2 separate regions of the Mus musculus genome follow, and region 1 is linked to region 2. Evidence: chromatin contacts called from public promoter capture Hi-C data. All regions are on one chromosome and are shown on one strand. Each heading gives the region's core, a stretch centred on a gene start, on an enhancer-like site or on the middle of the called end of the contact. The rest is flanking DNA. Distances are from core to core; before and after follow the strand shown. Region 1 holds the start of Ece1 (endothelin converting enzyme 1). Region 2 holds the start of Tcea3 (transcription elongation factor A (SII), 3).

Evidence for each region. Promoter capture Hi-C pulls out the DNA fragments that hold promoters and counts their contacts.
Region 1: a promoter capture Hi-C map of liver shows a contact between it and region 2, with 2.5 times the contacts expected there. The contact joins the promoter of Ece1 here to the promoter of Tcea3 in region 2. A contact is called at or near these places in 2 of 39 promoter capture datasets (both in liver).

What each region holds. Positions count from the first base shown.
Region 1 is chr4:137,860,926-137,864,021 of GRCm38.p6, forward strand. Ece1 (endothelin converting enzyme 1) reads left to right here and starts at 1,355. Exons shown (of 19, transcript NM_001369179.1): 1 at 1,355-1,456.
Region 2 is chr4:136,246,324-136,249,748 of GRCm38.p6, forward strand. Tcea3 (transcription elongation factor A (SII), 3) reads left to right here and starts at 1,634. Exons shown (of 11, transcript NM_011542.2): 1 at 1,634-1,794. The coding sequence starts at 1,726. It overlaps Asap3 (ArfGAP with SH3 domain, ankyrin repeat and PH domain 3), which reads left to right. Exons shown (of 25, transcript NM_001008232.2): 25 at 1-250.

The DNA.
Region 1 (3,096 bases), core at 105-2,604, 1.6 Mb after region 2:
ACTTGCTCTGTACGCCAGGCTGTCCTCGAACTCAAGAGATCCTCCTGCTTCTGCTGCCTGATTAAAGGCGTGCGCCACCACCACTGTCTGGCAGTTTGTTTGTTTGTTTGTTTACCTACATGTATGTGTTTGTCTGGGGTGCAGTATGTGCACATGTGAATGCAGATGTTTGTAGACGCCAGCATAGGGCATTGGGTCCCTTGCAGCTGGAGTTACAGGTAGTTGTGAGCCAAATGATACCGGTGCTGGGATCCCCCCCCCGATTCCCCCCCCCATCACACCTGTGCAAAAGCAATACATGTTCTTAACCATTTGGCCATCTCTCCAGCCCCAAGACCTATCTTAAAAAACAAAAAACAAACCAGCCACACATTTACCACACAGGACACACTGACCTCTCTACTCACAAACTGAGCCACCTACAACGCTGTGGTAAATCTCTGCCGTGTGTGTGTGTGTGTGTGTGTGTGTGTGTGTGTGTGTGTGTGTGTGTGTCTCAAGCTGCATGCTCGAACACACATGTACACCAAACGGGATTCACTCACCGGCTACTCTTTCACAACAGGGGCACAAAGCCTCTTTCTACTACACCCACATGCGTGCCCAACAGGTCACAAATGCACGGCTCACCCAGTACGTACAGTTTCCTGGTCTTTCTTCCTCTGCACCTGCGCAGCGGGCATAAAGAGAAAGTTTCTCTACTGGAGGTCTAAGTGCCCCCGCCTACTGGGCCTTCATTCCATTCCATTTCTCTTTCCTTCTCCCCTCTCTGAATCGCGCGCCTGCGCTGGTGTACACACACACACACACACACACACACACACACACACACACACTAACAATCCCCAAATATAGTCTTCTATCTTTCCACATAAACACACAGGCATTCGAAACTCATCCCTTCCCCCCCTTTCTGTCTTCTCCTCTCTGCCCTTCTTCCTTCTTGCACACAAACACACCCCACAGCTGCAGTGCCCAGGGTCATACTACAGTGCAGGCACCAGGCAGGAGACAAAGGTCGCCTAGGCTCCCAGAACCCCAACTGGGCGCAGGTGGACCTGACACCGGCTCCGTCTGTCCCTCGAGAGGGTCCCGGCGAGGTGTAGATTAGGCACGCCAAGCTGGAGGTTCGGGCCCGCACCCCTGGACCCACCGGTATCCGGGGCAGCTAGAGTATCCAGCGCTCCAGCATGCCAAGGGTTAAGGAGCCCGCGGAGGTGTGGGGGGGAGTCTAACCGACGCTTCTGATTGGCTGTTTCTTCGGGGCCCGCAGCCCCCGCACTTCTGTATTGGTTCGCGGCGGGCCCCGCCCTCTGGCCTGGGCGCCCCAGCCTCGCGCGCCGCCCCGGCAGCTAGCCCTGAGGTTCGAGCGTAGAGCTCAGCCCAGCGCACTTGGAGCTGGAGCCTTAGCGGGAGGTGCATCCTAAGCCCGGCCGTTCGGAGCCCGGGAGCGACGGTGAGTACTCCCGCAGCCCGCTGTGGCTCCATGCAACCCCGACGGTCCCGACAGCGGGGCGGCGATGGCATCCTGGCTGGTTCCTGGCGAGCTGGGCGTCCCCTTTAGCTGAGGCCCGCGTCCCGCTGTTCACTGGCTTGGACCCGGACAGGAGTTGTGGGGGGTGTCCGGTTCGCGTGGACCTTGGTTCTGGGCTGCTGGGCTGCTCCTGGCGTGGAAGACTCGGGGTCGCGTGCTGGATTTTGGGGAAGAGTTGGTGAGATAGGTTTGGGGTGTGCAAGTCCCTGAGCTGAGCTTGGCTTGGCTTGACTTGGAGACCGTGGGCAGCTAGGCCAGGTCGATTCAGAGACGTCAAGGTTCAGCTGGACTTGAGCTCACACCCCGCATAGTCCGAGTGGCTTTGGGATTCGAGAACATCGTGGGAGACTAGGGCACTTTTCTCCTACACTGATCCTGCAGTGGCTGCCTGGCTCATGGGAAGGGGAGAGATAGCTCAGAGAGGAGGGGATAGTCTGAGGTTCTGAGGGTTATCTGGTGTTCCCAGCATCTCCCAGTAATGAATCCTCAGAGGAGGGCCCAAGTGCTGACTCCCGTGGTCCAAAGCACCACGGTAAAGGGGTCCTTGAGGAAGAGGGCTTCTTTGGGGGCTCAAGCCTCAAGCCTGATATCCATCTAATCCAGATCTGGCTGCTTTTGAGAGCTTCGGAGTGATGAGTTGACTCTCTGGCCTAGAGCCAAGGCCTCCGGTTACCTCTCCATCTCACCCAGGGCCATTTGCTTCTTCTCTCCCTGTGGACCTCTGATTGCCTCTCCTAGAGCCGAGCTCTTGGCGTGTGTACTGGACCCAGGACACCCTGTGTGGCCTGAGGAGATCTGCCTGGGTTCTCTGCCTTTTGGTCCTAGAGACTTGCCTACATCTGTGATGTCCCTTCCATGCCTGAGGGGTTCGCTGAGAAACAGAGGGGCATCATGGAGAGAGCTGAAGATGCTCCAGAGACAGCCTCAGGACCAACCCGTGCCTGGTCAGAAATTAAGTCTCCCTTAGACAGCCCTTTTCTCTCTTACCCACTGGCGTCTTTCCCCTGAGACATCATTGGTCTCTCTGGAGACCGATGACTTAATTCTCCCGCCCCCCCAAGGTGCCCAGAGATCATCTTGGACCCGACTTACCTCCCCCATTAAGAATCTCCCAAGAGCTGGACAGTGGTGGCGCTCACCTTTAATCCCAGCACTTATGAGGCAGAGGCAGGAGGATTTCTGAGTTCGAGGCCAGCCTGGTCTGCAGAGTGAGTTCCAAGACAGCCAGGCCTATACAGAGAAACCCTGTCGCGAACTCATGTCTAGTTTCATGGCCGGGGAATGTGTCACCTGTGGGCCAGCTGTTGCTTTAAAGCTTGAGGATGTGGGAGAGCTATAAAAGAGGGAGAGACTTTGAGGTCATACGTCCTCTCTTTAGACCCACCCTGGCCTGAGCCACTCGCAAAGAGGACCGTTTCCTCCTTACAAAGCACCAGAAAGTCTGGTGTGGTCCTGCATGTTCTGATTGCAGGGTTTTGGGGGGCTGAGGCAGGCAGATCTTGGTTCAAGGGCAGCCTGAGCTGGAATAAACCAACTAATTAACAACCCACCCTGCCCTGGGA
Region 2 (3,425 bases), core at 384-2,883:
AAGAATGGGGTGTTTACCACCGATGGTGAAACCCCTCTGAGGGTATCAGTTCCCTGTCTGCCCCCCCCCCCCAAAGCTCACAGGGAAATAAGACAGTTGTGTGCATCTTTGTGTGCAGGTGACCTCTCTCTTGGACAGGTGGGCAGAAGGGATACAATGGGTACCAGCAAATGCTGGCTGTACCGAGGAGGCGGCCTCCCACTTCCTGAGATTGACTCTTCTATTTGCATAATAAAGTCTGACGCGTTTTCTTAGGGTCCTTCAAGCTTCTTTTGGCCAAGAGGCCTCCCAGAAGCTCCACTGAAGAAAAACCTGGCTTTGGCCACATGGTGTTAAGGCCCCGCCCTTCCGGACCCATCCCGGACCTCTCCACAACACTCCGCTATAGCCAAGGACTTTTCAGCTCCTCCCCCGGCCACCTCCTCACCTCCCCACCCCCTGCTGACATGTCAGTGATCCCCAAGCTTTGTTCTCTGAGTGCTCCAGGAGAGCCGTCTGGCTCAGGACGCTAGAAATACCTGGAACACAGTAGGAGCTCAGTAAATAGAATAACCGCTTGCGGCCTGACCGACTACACAGACCTCCCCCTCCCCCAAACTTCCATTCTGCCTTTTGAGGCAATAAATTTCACTTCTTGGGACGGGGATGAGGCCCCAGCTGGGCCTTACACTTGCCCTCTCTCCCTCCTCTCCCCACCCCAGCTGTGAGGAATACAGTCCTCTTTAATGGTTATTCTGCCCAGCCTGCCGCCCCTGAGATTTTTCTTGCTAGTTGACTGGATACCGTTTGTCGAATGAAAAAAAAAAAAAAACAAAAAACAAAAAACCTTGACCGTCATCACACTGCAGCAGTTGGGAGACAGGTGTCCACAACAGGCTCCAGACTTGTTTCTCTGAGGTTATCTCAGAAAGTTCCTTCACACACTGTGAGCCCTCTTCTGCCCCGCTTCAAATCAGAGACCCTCGCAGAAAGGTCATTTTCTGTCAGGAGGGGAACTAGGTCTTCAGCGAATTCTTGGAATTACCGCTCGCGAGCCGAGAGTGGGAGGCAGAGTTATTCCCTCCACCCCAAATTACTCTTCCAAGCCCACCCCCTGTGTACCGGAATCACCCAAAACTTAGTCTTTCGGAGCGTGGTCCCGATACCCCTTTGAGAGGTTGTTAGAAAAAATAAAGACTGGCCGGCAAAGGGCTCTGAGTATACCTCGCGAGTACGTGTACGGCACAGGCCTTGGGCGCACCAAGGAGCCTACCTAAGTTAGGGCAGAGCTGACGTCAAAATCTGCACCAAGATGCGATGAATTCACCAACTTTCCCAGCTTGGGCATAGCTCCCTCTGGGAGCGCAGTGATGCTGAGACCCGGCAGCTCTGTACTTCCCACTGCTATGCTGACACTCATCACCCCCGAACCCTCATGCTCGAATCTCCCTGGAGCCTGGGGCACCCCTAGGAGAGTTGGAAGAGAAGAGCCCCTTCTTCCAGATTGGTCCTCCCCTCCCACTTACACACCCCCTGAGGCACGACCCGCCAGGCTCAGGCAATCTTTGCCCGGGCAGTCCTTGAAGTCTATATTTAGTGCCCGCCACCCCTCCCCCCAGCGATGGGAGGGGCGCGCCCCGCCCCCTCCCGGCTCGAGTGTCCGGTGTGTTTGCGGCCCTTGCGGCTCGCGCCTTGGCGCCCGCTGCTGCCCTGCGCCCCTAACCCCGCCGTGCGTTGTGGACCAACATGGGCCTGGAAGAGGAGCTGTTGAGGATCGCCAAAAAGCTGGAGAAGATGGTGTCCCGGAAGAAGACGGTGAGGCTGCAGAGTTTGCAACGCAGCCCCCGGGCCACGGAGGCAAGACTCCCCCAGCTATGGGCTTGGTGGGCGTGCCGGCCCTGTGCCCGAAGGGAGCGCGCGGGTCAGGGGACACGGGACTGGGGAGGAGTTGCCCGGCAGGGGGTCCCCCGGCTACTTGCTGGCCACTTTAGGATGGGCATGTGCATGGCCAGGTCTGGAGGGGATCGTACAGAGTCCCCTAAGGCGCGCGACTGTTGCAAGTCACTGTGGACGGGTTGGGTGCGCTCCTGGGCAGCTTGCGCGGAGCAGAGAAAGAGCAAGGAGAGACACAAACCCAGGGGAGGACATTTAGGAGTCTGGGGGTTCGGGATGTGCGCTAGGCCCGGGGAGCTGCAGGCGCAGCGAGAACTGGAGGGGCACGTTTTGGGTGACTTCAAAAAGGATCGGAGAACTTCGGGCTGAGAAGGGGGCGCCGAGCCTCGTTTGCACACCCCAGGAGACCCGAGCGAAGGGCGGTGACTGAAGTGCCAGGAGTTCTGTTTGCAACTTTTTCCTTGGCCGCGGGATGGGGCCCTGGCGGGCGGAGGTGAACAGGTGCGGGGCGGGGGAAGGAAAAGATGGGGCCTGGGCTGGCCCAGAGGGGGAGGTGCACGAAGGAGAACTGTGGCGGGAGGTGGGGGTCCGCAGCCCTGGTCGCCCGAGGGTCCCTGAGCCCTCAGTCCGGGTAGCACCGAGCTGGATCCAAATGGAAAGTTAATGTTTGATCTACCTAGCGATCTTTGCCTCAGGCTGGAAGCTGGCGACTGTGCCAATTCTAGAGGGGCGTGGACTGAAAGGGAGAAGACCAGGGACCCTGTGAATGAGGCCCTCCATGCTGACTTGCCGCGGGGTCCTTTTCTTCTACATAGTTTCTAGCAACGAGTTGCACCAGGACCTGCATTGCCAGGACATTCCAGGAAAATTGGAAAACTCTGGGGCCCAAAGAGAGGTTTCAGACCCGGGATGAGTGACAGGCTGGAGCAGCCAAGGAGTGTTAGGCTTCCTGAAATTGTTACCTGGTAACAATGAGAGAGATGGTGGTGTTGGTAAAATGGTGAGAGGCTGAGGCTGCGGTTTCTTTGTCTGTAAGAGGATGGATTGCCTGGGGGAAGAACATGGGGGCGGGGAGGCAGTAGGGAGAGTTGAGAGTGAGTGAGATAGGACTGGAGGTGACGTTAAAAGATGCCTCCACCCGTCACCTGCCGAGCTTCGGCGGCACTTTCCTTTGGCTCCCAGCCCCGACTGCGAGACTGCGCTGCGCTAGGCTTCCCCCAATGTCGCCAGAAAAACCTAAACTCAAGTCACAGGACATTCTTCCAACTAAGAACCCCAAACTACATGGTATTTCGGGTAGACAGATTGTCTAAGCCTAACCCCCTTGCTCACCCCAGATTTGGGCCAGTAAAGGAAGCCTGGGCTTTGGGCTGAGAAGGATTTGGGAGTAGGAGGAGGCGCTAAGGAAGACAGCCAGGTTGAGAAGATTAAGGGGACTGCTCTGGCTTCCCTCTTAATCCGTTTACACTCCTAGGCTAGCTATTCTACTCTCCTCTGGACCTCAGTTTCCTCTTCTGTGAAATGGGAAGAGGAAATAGGGCCTCTTGGGAGTG